Linked DNA regions of Gossypium hirsutum: regions 1, 2 and 3 are each linked to region 4. Evidence: chromatin contacts called from public Hi-C data. All regions are on one chromosome and are shown on one strand. Each heading gives the region's core, a stretch centred on a gene start, on an enhancer-like site or on the middle of the called end of the contact. The rest is flanking DNA. Distances are from core to core; before and after follow the strand shown. Region 1 holds the start of LOC107911641 (CCR4-NOT transcription complex subunit 10). Region 2 holds the start of LOC107941735 (probable galactinol--sucrose galactosyltransferase 6). Region 3 holds the start of LOC107911131 (synaptotagmin-5). Region 4 holds the start of LOC107911374 (N-alpha-acetyltransferase 35, NatC auxiliary subunit).

The links. A called contact is a pair of places that touch in the nucleus more often than the background predicts.
Region 1: a contact with region 4 is called in a Hi-C map of leaf, with 3 times the contacts expected there. The contact joins the promoter of LOC107911641 here to the promoter of LOC107911374 in region 4. A contact is called at or near these places in 3 of 34 Hi-C or Micro-C datasets (leaf and seedling).
Region 2: a Hi-C map of hypocotyl shows a contact between it and region 4, with 3 times the contacts expected there. The contact joins the promoter of LOC107941735 here to the promoter of LOC107911374 in region 4. A contact is called at or near these places in 7 of 34 Hi-C or Micro-C datasets (callus, hypocotyl and leaf).
Region 3: a Hi-C map of leaf shows a contact between it and region 4, with 3 times the contacts expected there. The contact joins the promoter of LOC107911131 here to the promoter of LOC107911374 in region 4. A contact is called at or near these places in 3 of 34 Hi-C or Micro-C datasets (all in leaf).

Annotation. Positions count from the first base shown.
Region 1 is chrA08:44,753,046-44,756,068 of Gossypium_hirsutum_v2.1, forward strand. LOC107911641 (CCR4-NOT transcription complex subunit 10) reads right to left here and starts at 1,259. Exons shown (of 8, transcript XR_005899733.1): 1 at 724-1,259.
Region 2 is chrA08:44,890,547-44,893,869 of Gossypium_hirsutum_v2.1, forward strand. It overlaps LOC107941735 (probable galactinol--sucrose galactosyltransferase 6), which reads left to right and starts at 1,816. Exons shown (of 6, transcript XM_016875327.2): 1 at 1,816-2,282; 2 at 2,401-3,010; 3 at 3,013-3,323. The coding sequence starts at 2,073.
Region 3 is chrA08:44,201,576-44,204,482 of Gossypium_hirsutum_v2.1, forward strand. LOC107911131 (synaptotagmin-5) reads right to left here and starts at 1,500. Exons shown (of 13, transcript XM_016839083.2): 1 at 1,130-1,500; 2 at 888-1,043; 3 at 692-812; 4 at 187-308. The coding sequence starts at 1,234.
Region 4 is chrA08:44,475,778-44,478,778 of Gossypium_hirsutum_v2.1, forward strand. It overlaps LOC107911374 (N-alpha-acetyltransferase 35, NatC auxiliary subunit), which reads left to right and starts at 1,355. Exons shown (of 16, transcript XM_016839242.2): 1 at 1,355-1,733; 2 at 2,213-2,280; 3 at 2,976-3,001. The coding sequence starts at 1,607.

The sequences.
Region 1 (3,023 bases), core at 9-2,508, 280 kb after region 4:
ATGTGTAAGAAGTATTTTCTAGTCCAACTCATCGGGTATCAATCAACTTTTATTTCATAAGCACAGTAGATAAACAGAATTTGTACTGTCATAAAAATAAACCCATGATTCATTCGCCCAACATTCTTTAGCCAGAGCTTAAGAGAGCATTGCAACGGAAGAGAGATGTTGGCAGTACAGTACATAAAGAATCTATCATCGCCAAGAAAAGGACTATTACATGATACACCACCGGTGAAGCAAAAATCTCTGCAAGCAATTATATACATTTGACATGTGCTGATCAAGAATAAGATTATTGTCCTATATACGCCGATAGAGGAGTTCAGCAACACCACAAACGGTTTTATTGATTAACCCTTGCACGTCTAAATATAAATAGAGAAATCAACAATAAGAATTATTAAGTTTACATATACAGTGAAATCGCCATATGAAAATAATTAAACCTTGTTATGGGGTTTCAAGCACCATGAATGTACAGAATGATAAGGAAACAATATCGGATTAAATTAATTGTTTTATGAAATCAGCTGATAATCAAGTATTAGTGAGCCGGAAAATTACACAACAAAAAAGGTGGAAAACAATATTCAAATTCCCACTTTAAAAAAATAAAAAATAAAAAAATAAAGCAAAAAAGATCTTAGAAATGAATCGATTCAATCGCATTCATTAAAGGAACCAATGCATGCGTATGCGTAAAAAGTTGAAATAATTTACCTTGGGATCGTTTTCTTTCTTCGAGTTGAGCTGATTCAAGACATCGACGCACTCGGCGAACTTCCTAGACTGAAAGTAAAGAGCGGCGTCTTTAGCGAGGGCGGAAGTGACGGAGAGGACGCCGTCGTCGTCGCCGGCGTTACCATCCCGATTCGGAGTCGACGACGGTGATGAATCTCGCAAATCCATGAGCAGATCAGACCAATCGAACGAGATAAGAAAAATGAAATTTAAAAATTAAAGGGAAAAAAAGTGGGAAGATCTCAGGCGTAGAGGATGGTTGAAGAAACCCCTTAGCTTCTTTAAACTAGAAAATGCATAGTTTTTAATAAAATCACAATTGAGGGATAATTTTCTTTTCTTTTCTTTTCTTTTTCGTCCAAAATGAGTTAAAACTGCGGAGTGAGCAGTGATAGTGTGGTTTGATGCAACATCGAAGATGATGAAGTTGTGGGATTTGATTTGATCCGAGTTTTTGGTTTTTACATTCTTGGGCTAAATTTTGGTTTGGGTTTTAGACTTCCTTTGGAAAGAAAAGTAATGGTTTAGACTTCAAATCAGAACAGCTTCTTATAGAATGGGCGGTGGCGAATATGGGCCGGCACTGATTACTACTGTATATAGAGGTGTCTATGGACTAAGTCAAATTTAAGCTCAACCAAAATTTTAGGTTTGGTTAACGGATCTAAAATTTTTTTCAAACTAATTGACTCTTTTTTGAAAAATATTTTATTTTAAAAAATATAGTATATCAAATACACTAAAAACATTAAACCAAATATTTCCAAAAAATTATCAAATTTCATTAGCAAATATTAAAAATTAGATAAAAACTTATTAGCATTTGATGGATGTAGACCTCGTTAATGTTTATAATAATTAATCATTACTTCTTTTAAAAAAAATTAATCATTATTAATGTAATGAGTATATTTTCAAGAGAATAATAAATCTTGCATAGTAGTGTATATAATATGATTTGGGTAAAGGTAGCAAAAAATGAAAAACCACTTGAAGTAAAGGATGGCATAAGGTTGTTTCACTAAAGTACATTAAAGTTGAATAATAAAGTACAAGAAATTTAATAATTAGTGAAACAACTTGGTAACTAAAACCATCCACAACAAGGTCGCATTCTCATGCAATTGATGTTGGAAACTTAGCAAAATTAAAAGTTCTACAATATCCAAACAAAAGTTCTACAATATCTATATATATCAAGCAAAATAGCACCAAAAATAGCATCAAAGATTAGCACCCAACAACAGCAGAATAGCAATGAAACAACACCAAAAATAGTAGCAAAAATTAGCACCCAACAACAACAGCAGAACATTAAAAACAATAGCAGAATAACAGTGAAACAACACCCAAAATAGCACCAAAAATAACCTATAAAATGTATCAACCATTCAAAATATCTTTATATGAAGCAATCAACATATATTATCTTATAACAAGCTATAAATTCTAAGCTAAATTATATACCTAGAAACGAATCGAAAAATCATCATCATTATCATTCTTATCATTCTTGTAATCAATTTCTAATATAAAATAAGAACAAATAGTTATATAATCAAATTGATAAAATGTTTTATAATTATAACAATAAAATGAAAATAATAATTACCCGTTGAAAATCTCTTAGCTCACATCTAGTTATCAAAACAAACAATGGCTTGAACCATTTTTGGTTTAAGGGAACTCCTAAAAAATGTGATCGCTTTCTTCCTCATGCTAAAAGCCGACTCAGAAGCTACGGTCGATATTGGAATTGCCAAAAGATCACGAGCCAAAAATGAAAGCTCACAATATCGAATTGAACTTTTGCTCCAATAATCCAATACATTTATTTGGCTATTCAACTCAAGCTCTGATTCTTCCAAATAAATGTCCAATCGAGACTTTTCACTCTTAGTACTGGATGCACTTAAGTATCATTTATAATCACCACTCTTATCATAATCTCCTCCCAAATTTGCCCTATTGACATTGAGTTGATGCAAACTAGAATGAACAGGATCATTATCTGAAACATTGAAACTCCTGGCCAAAGAGGAAGACGTGGATTTGGAGTTCTTAACATACTCATCAAATAAGAGTTTAAGATTGCAAAGAATGGTTTCCAAAAAGTTTGAAGCATAAGTACTATAGATTGTAGTAAAATAATACTGCACATAATTTAACTTGTAACGAGGATCTAAAATTTATCAAAGAATACTCAGTGTGACAGCCCTAAATTGACCCTAGTCGGGAAGTGGTTTCGGGACCACAAAACCGAGTTATGAAAATAATTA
Region 2 (3,323 bases), core at 566-3,065, 420 kb after region 4:
TACTCAATTGATTTACCCATAAATTGACCTGACCCATAAAAGCTCAGCCATACCAAAAAAAGAAATCCATGAACCTTTGAACTATCGTGGGGCTAAAAAAAATTAAACAACCCAACTCTTGTGACTCTCCCACGCCAATCCCAAAAGTTCATCACTTTCCTACTTGCCATTGTCCCACGAAAGAAGTTGACGGTTGATCTCATATCAACGATGGAGAATTGTCTACAATCTCAGCTCAAACCACGCAATCTACCTTGATTACTACAATCCAAGGAGGACCTCCCATGGCTCACTTTATATCACATCATGTCATAGTATTCTCAACTTAATGTTTTTTTTAACCACATGATAGTTTAAAGATACATAAATTTCTTTTACGGGAATAATTAGATTTTTTGTGCGTTCAATTATGGATAAATCAATTGAATATGATATATTTTATCTAAATTATTAGCATTTTAACAACATATTTAATAGTATTATGATTTGAATACACTTTTTTTTTATGTAAAATTACTAATTTGGACAAATTTTTAATAGAGTAACTAAAATGAACTTTATATAGTAGTATAAATACCTTTAATAGGCTTTAGTCCTCTACTTTACCATTTTAACTAAAGTTATACTTGATTTTTATATTAATCTTTTATAAATTGGTTCATAAACATTTTTACCTAAACCATGATCTGACAAAATCCAATATAATTTAATTAATTGGCTTAAAATAGTAAGTTAGAAACTTAAAAATTTCCTTTTTTTCTCCAAGTCAATTTTTTTCTCTTTCGTTTTGCCCGCCGTCTTTTCTCCATACCACCAACCATTTTTTTCTTTTTTCTCATCAGTCACCCCATGTTTAATCTCTCTTTTCAATTTACAGATTTATCATATAAGTATTTTTATTGTCTTCACTAGTTGTAATGAACAGATGATAATGCTTGTTGTTGTTGAACTCTACCAAACACCGGCAGTTTCTCTTAAAAAGTGGGTGACCTTTTATCGGCTTCTTAATTTGTTTCTGTTTTGAGTATTTTAGAATAATAAATGATTTTAAGAGTCAGTTTGGACCCATGTTTTCTTAAGTTTTACATTTTTTTTGTTTGTTTTCCATTGTTTAATAGGTATTCACTTTTTGAAGTTTTTGTTTGCCTTTGGAGCATGTTTTTCAGTCTTGCTTTTGCGAATAATTTTAGGAATGCTTTTGTTATCGTCCTATCCAATTTTGTGGATGTTCGATTCTTTTACTTCACCACTTAAGACTATCTGGGTCTAATTTTCTTATTGTGCTAGTTGCTTGCAATTATTCTAAATATGCCGTACTTGAGTTGTGAAAAAGTTAATTGTCAATGTATCGTAATGTTCTATTTGATGTTGAGGTTAAAACTTTTATCATGTTGATGGAGCCTATTCTTTTATCACCCATGATGATTGTTTGTTTTTTATTTTATTTTAAGTGAATTGTATATTTTCTAAGGAATGAATTAATGAATTAAATGATTTAAAATATAAATGAATGATTAAGAGATATTTTACTGGACGCCAAAGCAAAGATATTTCTTTTTGGGTGAAATTTTAGTCAAAGGACAAATATTAAAAAATTGTCCCTTGCTCGTAAAAATTTATAAAGAAAGAAATTTCTAAAAGAATACATCCGTTGATGAGGTTGACACGTGAGAATTTGAAAACGAGAAGCTACGCGTTTGGTTTACATTTGAGGCGCGTGAGAAACGTGAAATAGTGCGTACGTGGACACTAATAATCCCGCATTAAAAAAATATATTTATCCTAAACAAGACGAAAAGTCGAAAACAGTGTCTTGAATTTGAAGGTGAGGGAAAGCTATTGGGTTTGTTTAAATAAACAGAGAATTCGGATCGATACCACGAAGATCTAACGTGGCAATCTAATCAACCGTACTTTTAACGGCTTAAGTGGAGAAAAGGAATTTCTCGCCGTTTGATTGGTTTTGCGAAGGGAACATTATTAAACAAAACAAGAAACTGGGGACTAATAGAATCGAAGAAGAAACTTTTTATGTATATAAAAAGAGGACGCTGATTGAGAAGGGGAACAAAATGGTGTCAAATACTTGTTACTGTTCCCGATTCTTAGCTATAAATAGGAGTCTTCCTTCCATTTATCTTCACTCAAAATCTAATCAACGTCGAATTTCACTCTTCTTTAGAAGCAAGCAAAATTTTCAGAAACGTGTAAGTTCTGGTATTTCAGGCGTTGGGGTTTTCAGAGTTTCTATCAATCCAGCGCTATCGGTATTATCTTTTAAGGTAATTTTATGAGCTTGCATTTCTGAATTTTTACTCCCTTTGTAAGTGTTTGATGTTTTGATTTTACAGTTTCTGAAAATGGCTCTTTTGTTGTTGTTGTTGTTGTTGGAGTTCTCAGAAAGGTGATTTAAAGCCACCTTTGAAGAAAGAAGGAGTAGAAGGAATGACGATTAAACCAGCGGTTAGGATCTCCGAGAGGAAATTAGTGGTAAAGGAGCGGACAATCCTGACCGGAGTTCCCGAAAATGTGATCGCAACTTCCGGTACGGCAGCCGGTTCGGTGGAGGGGGTTTTCCTTGGTGCGGTTTTTGATGAAGAGAACAGCAGGCATGTGGTGCCCATCGGGACTTTACGCGATGTCCGGTTCATGTCCTGCTTTAGGTTCAAGTTATGGTGGATGGCCCAGAAAATGGGAGATCAAGGCAAAGACGTTCCTCTCGAGACTCAATTCCTTTTGGTGGAAACCAAAGGTGGGTCCCACCTGGACTCAACCGAAGAAAATCAGATTGTTTATACCGTATTCCTCCCTTTGATTGAAGGCCCCTTTCGAGCCGTCCTACAAGGCAACCAAAACGACCAGCTCGAGCTGTGTTTAGAGAGCGGCGACGCCGACACCAAAGCATCGTCGTTTACGCATTCCGTTTATATCCACGCAGGCACCGACCCTTTCACTACAATCACCGAAGCAATCAGGGCCGTCAAATTACATCTCAAAACGTTCCGGCAACGTCACGAGAAAAATTACCTGGGATTGTTGACTATTTCGGGTGGTGCACCTGGGACGCTTTTTACCAGGACGTTACTCAAGAAGGGGTCGAAGCTGGGCTCGAGTCTTTAGCTGCCGGCGGGACCCCACCGAAGTTCGTGATCATCGACGACGGATGGCAATCTGTATGCGGCGACCCCCGCGAAGAAGACAAATCGTCGTCATCGGCCTATCAGGCTGAAACGAAACAACAGCCATTGCTTCGCTTGACGGGGATAAAAGAAAACGAGAAATTCCAGAATAAGGATGATCCAACTGTGGGGATCAAAAACATC
Region 3 (2,907 bases), core at 250-2,749, 270 kb before region 4:
CATAGTTGTAGAATCATTATTCATTAAAGATATACTTTTAATCACATCAACTGAAACATGGAAATAAAGAACATCTTTTATGACCCTTCAATAGAGAGTACGTAGAAAAATATTCTAGGTATAATGATGAAAAATGTTCCAAGCAAGAAACCATCAGAAATAAGCAAAAACTTGTAAAGATGATACCTGCACAGGTAGTGATACACCAAGATAAGTCTTGATAGCAAGTACTATATTTGAATTTGCATCCCATTGCATTTCCAACTCCATTATAACACTATCAGCTCCATCTTCAAGGATACTTACTCCTAAAGAATGACATTGATTCATAACATTAACAAGATTATAACCAATTTTTGGATCTTCCATTCCAAAACTCGCCTAGAAAAGTCTCATTTTAGTGAAGGAGAACAAAAAGTGCGTTGATTAATAAAAAAAGGCAACCAGTATTGAACTTTATGGATAACCACATACATTATTTCCCTACACTATCATCTAGAACAGTTATGTCCCAAAATTCATACTGATCTTTGTTTTAGTCATTTGCTGGAAATTAATGGCCATTGGGAACAGCATTGAGAAAGCCCGTTAATAATTCAAGTTCCAAAAATTAAAAATAACGATAACCGAATAAGAAAAATAAGATTGAAAACTTTCATAATGTAAGGATAAATTACACAAATTAACTAACCAGTAAACTGTGGTGCAACAGCGCCGAGAGTAAACTTGGAAAACTTCAAAGAAGACAGTATAACTGGCCTATATTGCTCTAGCACCGGCTCAACCGACGCCTTTATCAGATCAGATGCTGCCTGTAACACCAAATCTAAACAATTAAAAAATAAAATAAAATAAAACTCTGTTTCATTCACTAAACAAAGCTTGACCTCGTCAACGTAAGGCCAGATCTTCGTAAGGTGCTGATTAAGCCAAGTCAACTTCTGGCGCTGAGAGAACACCACCCAAGAAGGGTAGAATTCTGCCGGCAAGATCTTTCTAGAATCTTCGACTGTCATTCTTGCGAAAGCAGCCACCGTGGTTGCCTGCAATCCAAAAAGAAGATTAGAATAAAAAATATAAAATCAAATTGGAAAAGAAAAGAAAGAGAAGAAATTAGTGAAGGACTAACGAGCTTAGTTCGAAGATTGGATCGAGAGTTCTCAGAGCGAACAAAGAGAACGACAATAGCAAGGCCGGCGAAAAGACCGAACAGCAGTCCAACAAAGAAACCCATTTTCCGAAGACAATAGTAGGATTGGAATGTGAGAGCATAATATTTATATTTTATATTTATTTATGCTTCAGATGGTGAAGAAGAATAGAGAAAGTGGTCCATGGAAAACAAAATGTTAAAAGTTAGGTGGTAAAATTGTGAAATTAACAGAATAGAAGATTTGGATTAATAATAGAAAAGGATTTTGGGGGGCGGAGATTGAAGATACCAACCACTGCAAGAATGTAAGTGAAGGGTCTTTGCCCGTTTGCCGACAGGCACACAAAAGGCCATCCGTTTAGGCTAGCTCACTACACTATATTCTACCAATCAAATTGCTCCACGTCCGCTATAGATTTTCTATGCTTAGACTTTAATGTATGGGTTTTTAACAAAAGTAATATAAAAAAATTAAATACAAAAATATATAACAGATTAATTATAAAAATGGATCTATTTTTCTATAGTAAAATAAGGTGTCACTAAGTTGCCATGCAGAATCACCCTAATTGTTTCTCCAATTATCACTTAATCATGTTTTTGAATATATATATATATTTTAAGTGGTATTGTTTGACAGATAAACGACATTAGTATGAATTTTTAAAGAATACATGTATTTTCAAATATTATATAAAATAAAAATACACGGTGAATTTTTTTATGGTGTCGCCTGACACATTAGCAGCATTAATGTTTTATTTTTTAAAAGGTGGCAAAAAAATAAAAAAACGAATAAAATAAAGGGCCGGGATGAATTGTGATCAATTGGTCACGTCGGACGGCAGGATGCCAAGCTGGTGCCACCTGACTGTGACCAACTGGTCACGGCTCAACCCCAACCTTTTTTTTCTCCATCCTTTTATTTATTTCTTATATATAATAAACGGTTTCCCCTCCCCCAATTGAAAACAAGAAAGTAAATGAGAGAATTTTGTGTGTTATTGATTGTGTTAGAGTTGTGAGGAGAAAAAAATTATTTGTTGAAGTTTTAGGGAGAAATTGTTAAGAGTTTTAAGGTATGATTTTTATTTTTGTTTGTAATAATAATTTGTATACTCTATGTTTATATTTTATTTTTAATACTTAGACAAATTTAAGGTTTAAGATTTTATTATTGTTAATATTTTATATGTTTATATTTTTTTCAATAAAGATACTTATGTTTATATTTTTTTTAGTTGGTGATTAATATTATTAAGTGGATATTTTCATTTAAATAAAAAAATTACTTACGAAAATAGGTTGTGGCAAATATTACTATGCGGAAACATTATTATTTTAAAATGATATGTTTATTTAATTTTGTTTGTGTAGATATAGAAATGAGTTCGTTGATTAGAGAAGTCGGTCATACTGCTATGATGATTAATGTCCCAATAAAAAAATTTGCTACTTGCTATTCACGGGTATTTTATAAATTTGCACATTATTTTTTTAATTAGCATATTTAACTAATATGGTAATTTGTTATGGATAAAGTGAGTATCGCATCTTGAGAGTGTGTGTCCATGGTCCGAGCTACCAACCGGACGAACGCATTTTCCCCTGTTTAGATGTCGCGGGATTTGGAACGACGACATTGATTAAGACGTTTGAGCTTAGGGCCAACTTGATATTCGACTTGGTTGAAAGGTGACACCCAAAGACCTACACATTTCATTGTCATGTGGGGAGTACATCATCGCCTTAGA
Region 4 (3,001 bases), core at 105-2,604:
GGCCCATCTACAAGTTAGACAAATATGGAAACATGATCTTGAAAGATATGATTTTATAATCTTAGAGATCTTAGATATGATATGTAATCTTATAAGATATTATTTTATAAGATTACATATCTTAGATAAGATAGGTAATCTTAGAAGATATGATTTTATATTCTTAGAGATTTGATTGTAGATACCCTTTAATCATAGCCGTTGATGTACTTGATTTTGTACCGTTGGATTTGGAGAGGCTCAACTATAAATAGAGGCCTCTTCCCTCATTGTAAAGCACTTGAGTTTTGAGCAATAAGAATTCTTGAGAGCATTCACTCAAAGTTCTCTCTCTCTTGTGTTCTTATTTTCCTTGGCTTGTTCTTGTCTCATTCTTCTTTCATCTTGTTTGGCTTTGAGTTGCTTTCGCTTGAGTTGTGTTTTGGGAAGAATTCTATTGAATCCTTCTTTTGTGGGAGTTAGGCTGACTTAGGCGTTTTTAGAGTAAGAAACTGCCTAAGGCCGCACGGATTGTGAGGCAAGAATCCTAAGTCCGTGACACTAGGCCCATCTCAAACCGATCGTTGCTCGGAATCTAGAGAGCAATCATATTCCTCGTGCAATGCAGTCTTCATCGCCTCAAATCTTCCATAATCGCTGCTGAGCACTTAAAAGAACAACTGCTGCCTCAATTCTTTGCTTTGTAGGGATTTTGCTTTGATTTTGAAATATAGGGTTCTAAGATTTTTAGTTTTTTTTTAAAATTTAAGGTTTAGGAAATTAGATCTAGAATTGGGACTTGGGTTTCAAATCATGTATAAGGTTTCACAAAATCACAAATGAAATTTTAGTATATCAATGTTCAGGTTTGAAGGAGTTATTGTATGAAAACAAATTATGTACATATTCTATACAAATTAAATTTGAGTTTGGATTTTTATCAATTATTTTGCTTTCTGGGTTTGTGCAGTTGTATTTTTGGTTTGAAAATAATTTTTCTATTAAGTAAAAGAATCTAGAGCAGGAGAGTGAAGATGGGGTTCTTATTTTTTATTTATTAATAATTTTAACCTAAAAAAATGAAAAGTAAAATTTCTATCAAGTCCCTCTTTCATGACTGTTTGGCTTTTTTGTCTGTGGCCCATTGACACGTGTCTATTTATCACTGGTTCACGTGTCGTTTTATGTCAGAAACTACCAATGTTAGATCCGAGTACACAATGATGACTGAAGAAACGTACAGGTATCAAGATGAATAAATTAAAAATGTAGGTACTACATTGACAATTTTGTTAATGTACAGAGGTAAGTCTTGCTATTATCCCTGTATTTTTTATTATAAGAAATAAAATATTTCTATTTCATAAAGAAAGGGAGAAAAGAATTGTTGGGTTGAGAAAAGGTTGATATGGAGCGAGGGGGACCCGGCCCGACCCAGAAGATGCCCTAAACCCTCTCTCAGCTGTGTTGGTTTTACGAGGATGTTGTGGCAACTGGCACTGTAAAGCCAAGACTGAAACGAAAACAGCATCGTCAACCTCAACCTCAACCTCAACCTCAACCTCAACCTCGCTTACTCACTGCTTGAGATCCTCAGCTGTTCAAAACTTTTCAACTCAATAACCTAATGGCTGATAAGCCAGTTTATGAAGAAGCCTCCATCGACGGCCAACCATCCAAGCTTGCCTCCATTCCCGCCAGCGACACCACTGTCTGGGCCGACGCTTCGCCTCTCCTTCAAGCCGCCTGTGCAGGTTCTATCTCTCCCTCTTTTCTCCCCTCTTAAACCTCTGTTTGGTTCTCGGGAAAACAAAAGTCAAAAAAGCAAAACCTTTTCCTTTTTATATTTGATTAGGAGATCTAACAGCGAATCCCTAAACCCTATTGCTTGTTGAGTAAAATTTTTTAGTTTCTTTGGTAACTGAAATGTGGTAAGTTATTGTTTTTTGTAGTAGAGAAAATAAATAGGAAAAAGAGAAGGTATTAACTTTATGAAAGCTCTGGCTTTCTCCCTTTTATTTATGATCATCCAAAGCAAGAAATTATTATCGAATCATAGTTTTTCTTTTAGTAACTATAAATCTTATCATTGCTGTTGTGAAGCTATGCCAAATATAGAGAGAAAATGTGTGGGTGCTTTCATGTGACGATTAAGACCTTATTTGTTTAGTTTCTTTTTATTTCTGGGTTCCGCTTTATCACTTAGCTATTCAGCAATGCTTGGTGATCACAGGTCTTAGAGATGGAGAGCTCATTCATGGGGACAATTTCAACCTTTTTGCTGCCATGTCTGCTTTAGAGGTGTTGATACTTGATGCTTCTTGGTTATTGATCAATGTCATGCGATTATTTTCTAATTTTGTTGGAAGTTAATCATTATCTTAGTTAAGATGATAATTGATCTTTTGTTTTTCTTTTTTGGTTTACTTTTCTCTGCCATTTATGCTTTTACAACTTGATTTGTTCATTGTCAGTGTTTGAGCTATTTAACATATTTCTAAATGAGGGTTTGTTGCAATGGTCACTTAGACACTTGAATGCTTGATCCTATTCTCAAACATCAAGTGATATCTTTACTAACATAAATCTGACATAAACAAAAAAATACCTCCATTTTATATGTATTAAATTGTCTTTATTTTATTTTATTGCCAATAAAGCCTTGACAATGGTGGCAAAGGTTGAGGCCTTGGGTCCTGAGTACCCAGGTTTGAGTCCTTCCATGTGCAATTGCACATGTGTGGGTTTTAGTTTGGATTATTTCTAGTTCTTTGTCAGTCTGTGTGTTGTGATGGTTTGATTCTACTTTGTAGTTCCTCGGACATGTACACTTGTAATTATATAGTACTTGTAAAAGTTCTTTCTTTCAAAAAAAAAAAAAAAGACTTTATTTTTCTTGCTACTCTTAAGTTTTCCCTATATATGTTTTCTACGTTTGAACTAAATAGCTTTTTGGCCTTCACTGACAATTTCTTTTTTTTTTTTTTTTTTGTTAGATAATGGATCCAAAGATGGATTCAGG